Regions from separate parts of the Zea mays genome. Here region 1 is linked to region 2. Evidence: chromatin contacts called from public Hi-C data. All regions are on one chromosome and are shown on one strand. The core of a region is the stretch at or near the end of the contact, and the rest is flanking DNA. Distances in the headings are between cores, read along the strand shown. Region 1 holds the start of LOC100284065 (patatin-like protein 3). Region 2 holds the start of LOC103633673 (serine/threonine-protein kinase WAG1).

Region 1 (6,610 bases), core at 3,463-5,962, 260 kb before region 2:
GGCGGTCAGCGTTGTTCATAGTGAAATATGACTTGCATGCAGATAGCTACTGCTACCTAGCGCATGGCTTGCGGTCCGCTGCTTGCTGGCTTGCGCCTGGTCGCGGCCTTGTTCATGTGTGTGCAGGCGGAGAAGAAAGGATGGCGTGGCAGTTTTAGAAATAGACAATGAAAAATTGAGGAAGTCGGTTGGACTACTTTAGTTTTTTTGGAGGGTGTTTAGTTTTAAAGAATGGCTAAGTCATGTGTTTCGGTATCTAATTCTACATGATTTCGTTAAGTTGCTCTTGCAGTGTTACTTATAAATGATCGTAGGATTTAATATAGCAGCACCAGGAACGTATTTGGTAAAATTACGATGCCTAAACCTGCAACATTTTCTTTATGCTTCCTGTATTTAGTATTAACACATATTGATATTTTGACCATATATATACTAGATGCATATAAAGTCATCTCGCATCAGATAAACTATGCACGATTTGAGGCTCTGTAAAAATAATGCTAGACACATATTTGATGACTTGACAACACAAACTCTTGCTATTCAAAATAAAACAATAAAGGTATTTTTAGTCCCTTTAAACTCTTTGAACCCCTTAATCCTAAACAAGTTTTAAGAGATCCTCAATCCACTCTAATCTCATGCATTCAAATACTATCTAAGGTCTAGTTTTGGAGCCACAAAACCGAAAAGGATATGAGTGATTAAAATCTTCTCCTTATTCAATTTTAAATAAATAGAAGATTTTAGTCCATCCAATCCTCTTGGGTTATTTGGCTGCTCTCAAACTAGTTAAAGGTAGGCTCGCAAGCTTGAATCCCTGGATGAGAAATTCAGCAGTTTTGGTCCCTCTGGCAGGAGAGCAACTCCATTTAAGGCAGAGAGACGACCGGCGGGAGAGGGCACCGTCCTAACCAGTAACCAACCACCACGCGGTCTCCGAGCTAAAGCAACGGGACGTGGCCAGTAATCATTGTTGCCGCCTCAGCGTCATGGTCGAGACGGTCGACCGAGCAGTTCAGCTTCAGCGGTCGACGACGACAGGGAGGGAGAGGAGAGGCCGGGTCATCCGGCACGGAGCCACGGCCCCGGACCAGATGCAACGCGCGCCGTGCGCCTCCGTCCCATCCCACCAGGACGGACGACGGAGCTAGCGCACGCAGAACGGCTCCGAACAAAGGCGGTGCACCAAACTCCGTGCGCCCCCCATAACTTCACGCGCTGCAGGGAGCGTTTACGCAGCAGTAGTAGCTAGCTGTACGGCACGGTCCGGTCCGGGAGCATCATCCAGGTCTCACAGCACAAATGTATGCCACGACAGAAACCGGTTGCTCAGGTGTGTGTGTGTGGGCGCGCGTGCGTTGCCTCAAGATTGCATAGTGACCAGTATAGTGTATAGCATCTGTGACCGGAGAGAGAAGGAGAAACGTACTCGTAGCCTAACGCCCATCCTGGTCTGGTTGATACAAAACTAACCATGATGGACGCCGAAAATCCCTGGTGCCACTGCCACAGATGTAAGTATGTTCTTCACGCTACTGATGATTACTCTGAAGAAGTGGAAGAAGAGCAGCAGCAGCAGCTAGCACCCCCGGTGCCGCTAATGATCCCTGTCTGTCGGTTGGCATAGCCAAACGGGCAGCGCCCCCCGCCCTGATCCCGGTGGCGAGCTGAGGGCGAGGCGATGTGATCACAATTCACACACCCCCCGACAGCGACGCGCTAGATACCAACTATTGCAGAGGCTTCACGGCGGACTGACTGACTGACTAGACGGCGGTGTGGTGAGTGGCGACACTGTGGCGGGCCGGCTTATTACTAGCTCTCTCGCTATCAAAGAAAGAGGGCTTAGTTTTGAGACGCTTGTTCCGGTGTGTGTTTATGGCATGCTGTCAAAACAAAGGTTACCTGATTTATAGTGCCGTGGAGGAATCTTTTGGCGCTTCGTTCGACAGAGGTACGTCCCGACCAGTTCCAAGATGGTGACAGCACTTGCGCCTACAGTTTCTTGCTCTCTCTTTTTTTTTTCCCTGAGCCTGAAAAGATGTTTAGGCCACGTCCCTCTCCTCCAGTCTCGTCGGTGTAATCTTGCACGGAACAGCATGGGGATCACGGTATTGCAATACCGGGAAATGCGCGTCCCAATAACTAACTGTAATTCACGCTAATTACAGCAAGTTTGTAATTCTAGTCCTTGGACAAGTCGACCAATATCGAGTATGATAAATTAGTGATATAATAATAATACATTTTGGTAGTATTTCTATCGAGATGGAAATGTCCATACAATTTCCTGTAATTCTAGTAAAGTTAAGAATATGTGACTTTGTCCAAACCTAATATTTACATTATCTTTGCGGCTGAGGCAGTAAGAAATTCCAGTTAATGGTCCAAATAAGCCTACAAGTACAAAACATATCCCAACATCAAGAATCAAGGATGGGGGTATTCTGACAAGGGGGATAAGGTATCATTCGCACACACTGTTCATCTACAGTTTAAAACTTCAGTAAACAATGCAGACTGATTGGAGTTGTATCTGCGTACGTAATTGCATGGCAGAAGTTTTCAGGCGTTTCCATTGTATCTCCGACATCTTTAAGCAAAAGCTCTACCGACACTGAAGTCCAAACACCTAATAACGAAACTAGATTGCATAAAGGACAGCAAAAAAAAACTGCATCAAGAAAAAACTAATATATCTCCTAAGCTGAACTGAAGATTAGAATTTTTATATCGGCAACGTTCGTTCCTTTCATATTCCATCCTCCCTTGAAACGATTTCACAGCGGCAAATGCTTCCCGGGAGCAATGCCATATTGATATGCCATGCTGCCGCGTCAAAAATATGCAGCAGGAATTCCAGCCGCCAGCCCAAGCAAGAAGAAAGAGAGGCCTACATGCCCTTAACGCCACGGTCTTACGGCCACCAGCTCAGTCCAGCGCCTACGGCTTCTGCGGCGCCTGCTTGAACGCAACGGTGGGTGCGATCCGGGAGGCTCTGCTGCGGTGCTCGGCGACGAGCTCTGCCGCGAACCAGTCCAGCTTCTCCGCGTTCGTCTGCTCCCCGACTCGCCTCCCCTCGAACAGCACCGACTCCACGTTCCGCTGCTTGAGCATCTCGTCCGCCGCCGCGAGCAGCGCGCGCACGTTGCCTGGGGTCGGGTCGTACTCCCCGTCCGGACCGCACGGCGGCATGCTCTCCCGCTTCGCCTGATCGCGCGTCAAGTTTATTTAGCAGCGTAATAAGACGAGAAACTGAAATGGAATTCAAGAATTTGCTCACCTGGATGCGCAGGTAGTTGGATGCGCGGCATTGGCCGAAGGCGCGCGCCACGGCGTGGTCGACAAGGTCGGCGGCGCCGTCGGCCGCAATACGGGCGATGGGGCGTGCCCACTCCTTGGGACCCCACCGACGCATGCGCCGGAGTTCCGCCTCGCCAGCGGCGCCAGAGCCTCCGCCAGAGCAGCCGCCGATGGAGAGCACGAGGAGGTCCTCGACCCCGCGCACGAACGGGAACTCGTGCTTGTTGTGGAGCACGTGCGTGATGGCGGCGGCCGCCGGGCTGCCCATGGTGGGGCCGCCGTCTACAGCGGCGCAGGACGTGGCGCCGTCCACCGACGCCACCTCGGCGGGCTCGAAGCGTCCGGCCTCGGACCACGCGGCGCGCCCGACCTCGCAGAGGCGGAAGTCGTAGCTCCCGTTCTCCAGTGCGTCGGCGCGCGAGAACACCAGCGGCGCGGACGTCTTGAGGTCGTAGCAAGAGATGAGCACGGGCTTGATGGTGTCCCGCAGGGTGAGCTCCTGGCCGAACGCCGCCTTCATTGCCGCCTCCAGCGCCGCCGTTGGCGCGGCCAGGGGCCGCTTCTTGCCGCGGCAGAAGAGGGACGTGGACGAGGAGGCCGCGGGCCTGCGGAACATGCGCGGCGCGTGGTCCGCGACGAGCCGCCACGTGTCGTCGGCGTGGAACAGCGGCGCGCCGCGCGAGTGCGTGGAGAAGAGCATCGCGGCGAACACGCCGCCGGCGCCGGTGCCCGCCGCGAGGTCGAAGTAGTCGGCGACGCGGGCGTCGGGGTCCCCCGACGCGCGGCGCAGCGCGGCCTCCAGGTGCGCCAGCGCGCGGCCTGGCAGCAGCGCCCGCAGGCCGCCCCCGCCGCCGTCCACGCAGAGCACGCAGACCTTCCCGCGCTGCGCCGCCTTACCCGGCGCCGCCGCGGACGCCTGCGCCGGCAGTTCCGCCGCCGGCTTGGGCAGCCAGAGCTGGTGCGGGTCGGTATAGCCGAACAGGAACTTGCTCTCGAGGATGGAGAATATCTCGTAGCTGAGCTTGTCCGTGTCGGCTCCCCCCGCATCGGCCTCCTCGTGCAGCCTCTCCACCTGCATCTCCTCTGCCTCGTCCATGCCCCCACCCACCGAGAGCGAGAGGCAATACAGTCAACCGCGTTGGAGAATTATACCACTTCCGCCGGGCAGGAAAGCGGGAAGCAGTGGTGCAGAGGACAGAATCCCGCGCGGATTCGCAACGATTGCTGCCGCCACGACCTGCTCGCCTCTCCTTTGTCTCTCGCTCCCTTTTGAGATCACAGCAGCTGGTGGTCGTTTACATGCGACTCACTCGCCTCTAGTGGCCGGCGCCTTTTGATCCTTGCGCGCGCCAGAGCACGCGAGGAAAGGAAGGAGGCGGCGCGGAAAGGTGCGCGGGCGAGGGAGAGTCGGAGAGAGACGAAGATAGGCGAAGGAAGGGATAGATAAAGGGAGGGAGCTTAAAGACGGGGGAGGCGAAGAGAATGCCTGAGCAAAGCGAGCGGGTCGTCGACTCGTCGTCGTCTCCTTTCTCCGTGGTCGTTCGTGTCGTGGTGTGCAGCGCCGTAACCGATGGAGCGCGCGCGGCTGGCCCCGGGAGGCCTGGACACCCGCACCCGGTGCAGGGCGAGCGGACCGTTCCACGGGCGTACGTTTGCCGCCTCGCTATCCATGAGGCGACACGACAGCCGTGGAACAGGTCCACGGAGCTTGGTTGGCGTCACGCCGCGGTCGTCACCCTCGGCTCGTGCTGGATTATTTAACAGATAGAAACAGGCAGGAGCGATTAATCCAAGTGGTGGGGCCCGGAAAAGCCAAAGTGGGCAAGTAGTAATCAATATGTTGATTCCGTCACGGCCGTTCTAGAGCCTGGTGGATTAGCACGATCGAGGACGGCGGCTCTGCGTCTGCGTGGAGGCGGTCCATCCATGGCCGCAACGCCGAGGAGCAGCACGGCACGGGCCTGCCTGCACTTTTGCCTGTCGTGCTTGCAGTTGCAGTAGGCCTACCTCGTCTTTTTTATTTTCACTTGAGAATCTGGGGCGGGTGGCAGTATTTCTGGCTGCAATGGACGGACGGACTGGACATCAGGCTGGGTGGCAGTGCTGCGCCGTTTCCTCAGACTCCAAGGCTGCCTGAGAGGAGAGCTCGGGATTAGGCCCTGCACGTTACACGTCGACCTGTCGCGTACGGGCGCAGCTGCGGCTTCAGGTCTTCAGGTGCCACTGCAACAGCCAGCACGTTCCAGGCCCTCCCAGCAGCTAGGCAGGGGTTGGCCTTTGGCGTTTCACAGCAGAGTTGAGAAAAGAAAGGAATGCAGTAGTACGTAGTAGTCGACCACATGAGTACGGTGTATAGTAGTACAGACTTTACAGTAGACTCGAGTGAGTGTGCGTACAAAAACCGTAAAAACACAGCGAGTATTTGATGGTGTACAGGACTTTCGGTCCACCTGCCTCCTTGCAGCGTGGACATGAGCTGAGATGGAGCCAAACCGCCCCCCAGCCGCTCATGTACGGGCGGGCGGTCCACGGGGCCCAAAGGCCCAAACTCCCTAAACCCCTAAACCTCCAGCGCGGTTACCGTACGGCGTGCCGGGTCCACGACGAACTTTATCGGTCAAACTCAAACGCAGGGGGGGGGGGGGGGGGGGGGGGGGGGGGGAGAGCTGGACGGCCGGCCGGCCGCCGGAATGGACGCTGAACGCCCCGCCGTTTCCTGGGAGAGGAAAAGGGGGAAACATCGCCGCCCATTCATTTTCCCACCCTGCCTGCTGTGGACCGATGTGAAGAGGTCAATGAGCCCCTGTGGTCACTCCGTCGCCCGTCCATACGACCGAACCCGGCTTTGGGTGGGAGACTGGGACGCGGACTTGAGTGCTGCTGCAGCCATGGTGACCAACTGACCATGAGCCACACCGCCTGTCTGCGCGGCAAGGCGAGGCTCACGTGTGCCGCGGACATTGGGAACCGAACAAGCGAGAGCTCACGGGGGTGCGGCCGTGCAGAAGAGGGCCCCAGCTCGATCGGGCCCCGCTGTTTGTTTAGCGCTGCCATAAACTGCCGCCCCTCAAAGGGAAAATGGTCATTATGCATAGACCGAACGACACGGCCCTGCGCAACTCTACTCGTACTCCAGCATCAGTTTACCACACTTGGCAGCAGTTGGTTGGCACTGACGAGAAGCAAGAGTTGGAACCGCGCGACCAATGGCCTCCTACGACTACGAGCTCAGGTCGTCAGAGTGCCTTGCTGGTCTGATTTTGCAGCGTTCTTTTCCACAGAGTCCAGCTCGTTTTAATCT
Region 2 (6,124 bases), core at 2,844-5,343:
TTTTTTCTCCCGTCCCAAGTTCTATTCGCATCGCATCTCGCATTCTCGCCCAACTCCCGCGTCGGCCGGCCGACCGACCGATGCCATGCCGCTGGCCGCTGGGACCTCGCGGCGACGTGGCGCCCCGCAGGCGCTGCGATTCGTGCGCCTAGTCCTCCTAGCCATGCGCCGCCTCCCCTCACTCGCTATACAGCGCGCCTGCAGCGACCGGACGACATGTAAACGTGAACGGCAGACGCGCCGTGCCTGCCTTCTCGCTGGATGGGATGGGATCCATCGGACATGCATATTAATGGGGTGGGTGGTTCAGTGCAGTGCAGTGCCCCGCGCCCCACTGCGTTCATGCACGAGCCCGTCGCCAATGATTTGCTTATTTGGGCGTCGCGATGGAATTCAACAAAGCTAGTAGTGTGGTTTTCTGTGCTTTTTGCCTTTTGGACTGAGTTCGTAGCTTTCTTGCGCTGGTGGACCGTCGTCCCATACCGAGCCGTCGAGGCGCGCGGCCGCCAAGTGACGACGCCCTCGTTTCAATTCCGTCCTTGGAAGCCACGCTCACCCACCTGGATCTAGGCCTGTTAATGGCAAAAAATCCAATCTACTCCCACCCAACCCAAATCTAATTACTTTGATATCCATCCCACGCCCAACCAAAAATACTAGAGGAAAGTTAAACTCAACCCATCCAATAACATTATTGATCCCAAACTAACTCGTAATTGAGTGGAAACCCATGGAAAACCCGTGGGTTTAGCTTATTGCCTCACATCAAGCCAACTGCATACAAATTTTAAAAATCATATTTTAAAGCAGTAAATTAATTCAAATGAAAAAGTTTTCAACTACAAATTTGTATAACTCATCATGATGTACATTTTATATTTTGAACATTTTTTCATATGATAAACTAAAAATAAATTTGTTCATAAAACCTATATCTCTCTCATAGTTTATGGAACTACGAGAGATATGTATAGAATTTGTGCATATTGTTAGAACTATCATGTGAGATGAACAAATGATCAAACAACCAAAATAAACTTTGTAGATCTTGAAAAGTTATAAAAGTTTGTAGTTGACAACTTTTTCATTTAAAGTCATATTGTCAACGAAAACTATGCCTGAATTTAAAAAATTTAAAATTTGAATTTTGAAAACAACCTCGAAAGAAAAAACCACCAACATGAAAGTTGTAGGTATTGAAGAGTTATGAAACTTTGTAGTTGACAATGTTTTGGTTTGAAATCATCTTGCCATGCAAAACTATGTTTGAATTTTGAATTTTAAATTTTTCAAACTACCTCGGATGGAAAAACCACTAAAATAAAAGTTGTAGGTCTTGAAATGTAATGAAACTTTGTAATTGTCAACTTTTTTAATTTGAAATCATCTTATCATTGAAAAATTCGTGTGAAGTTTTCAAATTTAAAATTCAAATTTTGTAAACGGTCTCGGATGTAGAAACTATTAAAATAGAATTTGTAGATATCAAAAAGTTATGCAACTTTATAGTTGGTCACATTTTTAAATAAAATGGTACTGATAAAATGGTATAGTATAGTGTGTTGTGTGTGACTAAATAAATCAAAGACTTCTCTAAACCTGAAATAAAATTGTACTGATTAAGGTGGTAGTCTGATTGGTGAATACCCATGGAAACCCATACCTATACAAATCCATCTATACCCATGGGTATCCACCATTTTGACTCGCAATATAAAATAAACCCACCCAACCCAACCCGTTAATAATTAAAACCCATCACAACCCACCAAAACAAAACCATTTCTTAAACCCACCTAAAATACCCATTTATACACACCCCATTTGCAGGCCTGCCTGGATCTGGTTCATAAATAAGCTAATCCCTCTGCCCACATTAGATTGTCCTTTTTATGTGGACTGAGACTCTGAGAGAGTAGCAATCCGCTATAGCTCCGAATCCTGAAATTACTGAACCACGCTTCTGTCCGATCGAGTTTGTTTCTTAGCATGACAGCGATCTGTTGAAAATATTTACGACTCAATCAGTCAAATTATGACAACTTTGGTTTCCAGTTCCCACATATATAGTATAATATCGGCACGCATACGTAACATAAAAGAAGCTAAACTTTTTCTTTTATACTAGTACTAAACAAGGGATGAAGTTTCTCCATGCCTGAACATGGTCCAAACCACCTTGTCAACTGATCAGCTCAGTGACATGCATCGCCTCGCTATTTGTACAGCTCGACCAAATCAATAATCTGATCCACGCCACAGCCACACCACTGACCCACTCTATGCATGTACTCTGCTAGTAGAGTACTAACAAAAAAAAAGTAATAAGTAAGCTAAGGCCGGACACTAAACGAACGAAAACCCTCCATCAAACAACCCCGAATAATCACACCAAGAAGCTAAGAACACTTCGTTTCGTTCATTTTACTTTGCTCGTCGTCGTCTTGATCTTGTTGCTGGACCGGCTCTCCTGATTCCAGCTCATGAGCTTGCGGAAGACCCCCTGCCTTTCTTCGCAGGTGGATGTGGATCTCCTCCCAAAGCTGCTGCTCTTCCGCTTCTTGCTGCCGCGGTTGCTGCTCATGCTGCTCCAGCTCCCGAGCTTGGCCGCCTTCCTGTCACCGCCGCCCACGGGGGCCGCGGCGTCCCTGTCCGGCACCACCGGTGGCGCCACGCACCGGATGAGCGCCCAGTCCACGCCGGAGAAGAACGGGTGCCGCTTGATCTCGGCGGCGCCGCGCGTGGCGCCCATGCGGCGGCGCGGGTCGCGCTCCAGCAGCCGCCCCACGAGGTCCCGCAGCTGCGAGGCGTCGGCCTCGCCGTCCAGCTGAGGGTAGGTGGCCTGCTTGGAGAGGATGTTCTTGAGGGTGGCCTCCTTGGTGTGGCCCTTGAAGGGCGTGCGGCCGTACACGAGCTCGTAGAGGAAGACGCCGAAGGCCCACCAGTCGACGCCGTTGCCGTGGCCGCTCCCGCTCACGAGCTCCGGCGCGAGGTACTCGTGCGTGCCCACGCAGTCCTTGGAGCTCGCCGCCGTCGGCTCGGCCACGAACTCGAACCGCTCCTTGCCGTCGATCTCCTCTTCGTCTTCGCCGCCGCCATTGCTGGGGCCAGAGAAGCACGACAGGAGGAGGGCGATCCTCCTGCGGCGGCTCTGCTTCCGCACCTGCCGTAGGCGGACGGCGGGCTCCACGGACGCCGGGAGCGCGAGGTCGAAGTCGGAGAGCACGACGTGGCCGTCGCCCCGGAGGAGGACGTTCTCGGGCTTGAGGTCGCGGTACACGAAGCCGAGCGCGTGGAGGTACTCGATCGCGAGCAGCACCTCCGCGGCGTAGAACCTGGCCGCGGCGACGGGCAGGCGGCCGCCCGGCCGGCGGCGGAGCACCGCGTGCAGGTCCCCTCCGGAGCAGTAGTCCATGAGGAAGCAGGCGTAGCGGCCGGCGTCGAGGCGCGCGTAGAGCGTGGGCACGAAGGGGTGGTCGAGACACGAGAGGACGCGCGACTCGGCGAGGACGTGGGAGACGCGGGAGGGGTCGTCGTCGCGGAGGTCGACGACCTTGAGCGCGAAGAGCGGGGACGCGGGCGGGGAGCTCTTGAGGCGGCAGAGGAAGACGCGCGCGAGGTGGCCGTGGCCCAGCTCGCGGACGAGGTGCAGGTGCGCGAGGCGGAGGACGCCGTCGGGCGTGGCGGCGCGCGCCGCGGCGAGGTGCGCCCAGTGCGGGGACGCCGAGGAGGAGTGCGGGCGCGGGGAGAGCGAGGTGGAGGAGGAGAAGGACGGCAGCGACAGCGAGCTCCGCGCGCTGAACGTGGTCGCGGTGGTGAAGGAGGACGTGGAGGCGGAGGCGGTGGAGGTGAAGGACAGGTCCAGCGCGCCGGCGCCGCCGTCCGCGAGCGCGGGAGGGAAGTGCGGGGAGAGGCCGGCGTCGGAGGAGAGCGGGGAGAAGGACGCGGGGTCGTGGACGTGGTGGTGGGCGACGTCCCCCATTGGCGGCGGCGCTAGTTCCATGTGCATGCAGTTGCAGAGTGAGACAGGCGGGGAGGAGAGGAATGAACGGACGGGCGAATGCGAGTCTGGCCGAGTCGAGTGAGAGCGGGGCGGGGTGCTTATAAAGGCCGGCGTCGGTGAGAAGGACGGGAGCGAGACGCGTGGGCCGTGCCGTCTGCTGCAGAGGTCGGGTCCGCAACGGTCTCGAGATGCCAGATGCCCATGTCATGCAAGCCTGTGGGTGATCGGCACTTCACCGTCTTGGTGCAGACTGCAGAGAGAGAACAGCTCGTTTTGGGCATATGTTTTCCTTGGACTGTGATTTTCAGATTATGCTTGCTGGTCTAAAAGTTGGATACTTGCAGGCTTGCAGCGACAGCAAAGCCCGAAAGCAGCTACCAGGGTCGGCGCAGGAACGATCTCCCTTTTTTTGGCCGATGAGCCTATCGAACCAGGTTCCCTGTGTCAAGAAACGGCCCTCTTGCGGATCCCTCTTGAATGCCTCATATCCAGTTCCCTTCGCTCCCGTGAAAAAAATGCTGTAGATGGTTGTCTATATCGTGTAGAAGACAAATACACGAGAGAGTGAATATTGGTGAAACTTGTTCTCTCTTCTTTTTTTATTATAGATGGATATAAATTTCTTTACATATAGCGTTAGCTCTTCAGCTTTAGGAGTTTATTTGGTATGAGCCTATAATTTTTTCTTAGGGCTAGTTTAGGGGCCACAAAACCGGAGGAAATTGTAGGGACTAAAAGCTTTAGGAGTTTAATGTCTTTGAAGTATCCAAACTTTAGATTTATACCTTCAGGTGACCCTCTTTCCTGGTGTCCACGTAACTAGGCTTACGCAGTCGTATTTCCTCTTCATTGTCCTCAGATCCTTACAATTTAAGTATGTGTTTGATTTCGGAACGATATGGATTGGGTCAGAGCCGACTTATTTTTCTAGATTGGGTCGGACTCATTCCTTGTTTGGTTTCAGTGATAGGTTGAACCTAGTTTCTCGTTTGATTACAGAGTTAAAGTGGGTTAGAGCTGCACCATATCTTGTTTATTTTGTAATGAAGGATGAACTGAATATGGTCACCTTCCTGGTCATATTACCACACTTAGGATGATATCTTCAATTCAATAAAATAACATCATTCAAAATAAATGAAACTGATACTATTTTAATATTTGAGGAATCCATAAGGATAATATATAAATAAATTAAAGACATTATTGACTAAGTCATAAATTTTTAGTGACGAGGTCTCACTGTTACATTTTAGTCATAATTAAAAGAACATCCCAACAACATCAAGATGCATTTAAGTGAATTTATAACATTTGCCATCACTAGCAGACTTTTCTAGACGGTGACGAACACTGACCTTTACCTTTTCGACGACAGCACTAGCAAGTCTCGCGGTTGTGCCTACTATAGAACATGCCAGCATCGGAGGGTAGGCCAGCGGGGGACTGACGACGGGAGGCAGGCGGGGGATTAACATCGGAGGGTAGACCGGCGAGGGTCCCTCGTCCCAGCAGGTTGGTAGTGGCGACACGCTCCTGTGCTGGTCTCGAATGAATAAGGCATGTGTGACCAGAGGGTGGAGAAGGAGTGGGTTGAAATAGTTCACTTATTTTTTAGGAATCACTATAACCCATATTTTCAATAAGTATTTCGACGTAGAACCAATCTAATCGTGAGCCTTTTGAACCAAACATGAGTTGTTGTGGGTTGAACCCATTCTAACCCGCTTTAACCCGCTAAACACACCTTAAATGGTGGACTAAAAAAGATGCACCAACATCTAGTACAAAATAGCGCTTTGAACATCGTCGTTGTTGTTGCTGCGCGCGGGGTATATCTATAGGGATTCTGGTCGCCCGCCCCTCGGTCCTCATAATCGACCACAGTTGTGTGCCATGAACATGCATGCCACAGGAACTCTTGTCCGGCCGGCCACTTTTCCGGATGAGAACAACACTGCGCACCTCTCACCTCGACGACCGCCCGATCTTCCACGCTACATCCGTCCAGCGGGGCCGTGCTGAGAACTGAAGTCGTACGATGTACAGTCAGGCAAGCTGCTGCCTGCTACTAGCACGCTAGCTTCTTTTGAAGATAAGATGCTGACGGGCGGCCGGGCC

Evidence for each region. A called contact is a pair of places that touch in the nucleus more often than the background predicts.
Region 1: a Hi-C map of endosperm shows a contact between it and region 2, with 1.6 times the contacts expected there. The contact joins the promoter of LOC100284065 here to the promoter of LOC103633673 in region 2. A contact is called at or near these places in 2 of 25 Hi-C or Micro-C datasets (bundle sheath and endosperm).

What each region holds. Positions count from the first base shown.
Region 1 is chr1:35,144,055-35,150,664 of Zm-B73-REFERENCE-NAM-5.0, reverse strand. It overlaps LOC100284065 (patatin-like protein 3), which reads right to left and starts at 4,712. Exons shown (of 2, transcript NM_001156963.2): 1 at 3,290-4,712; 2 at 2,710-3,216. The coding sequence starts at 4,405. The coding sequence ends at 2,950.
Region 2 is chr1:34,886,696-34,892,819 of Zm-B73-REFERENCE-NAM-5.0, reverse strand. It overlaps LOC103633673 (serine/threonine-protein kinase WAG1), which reads right to left and starts at 4,093. Exons shown (of 1, transcript XM_008655386.2): 1 at 2,034-4,093. The coding sequence starts at 4,009. The coding sequence ends at 2,420.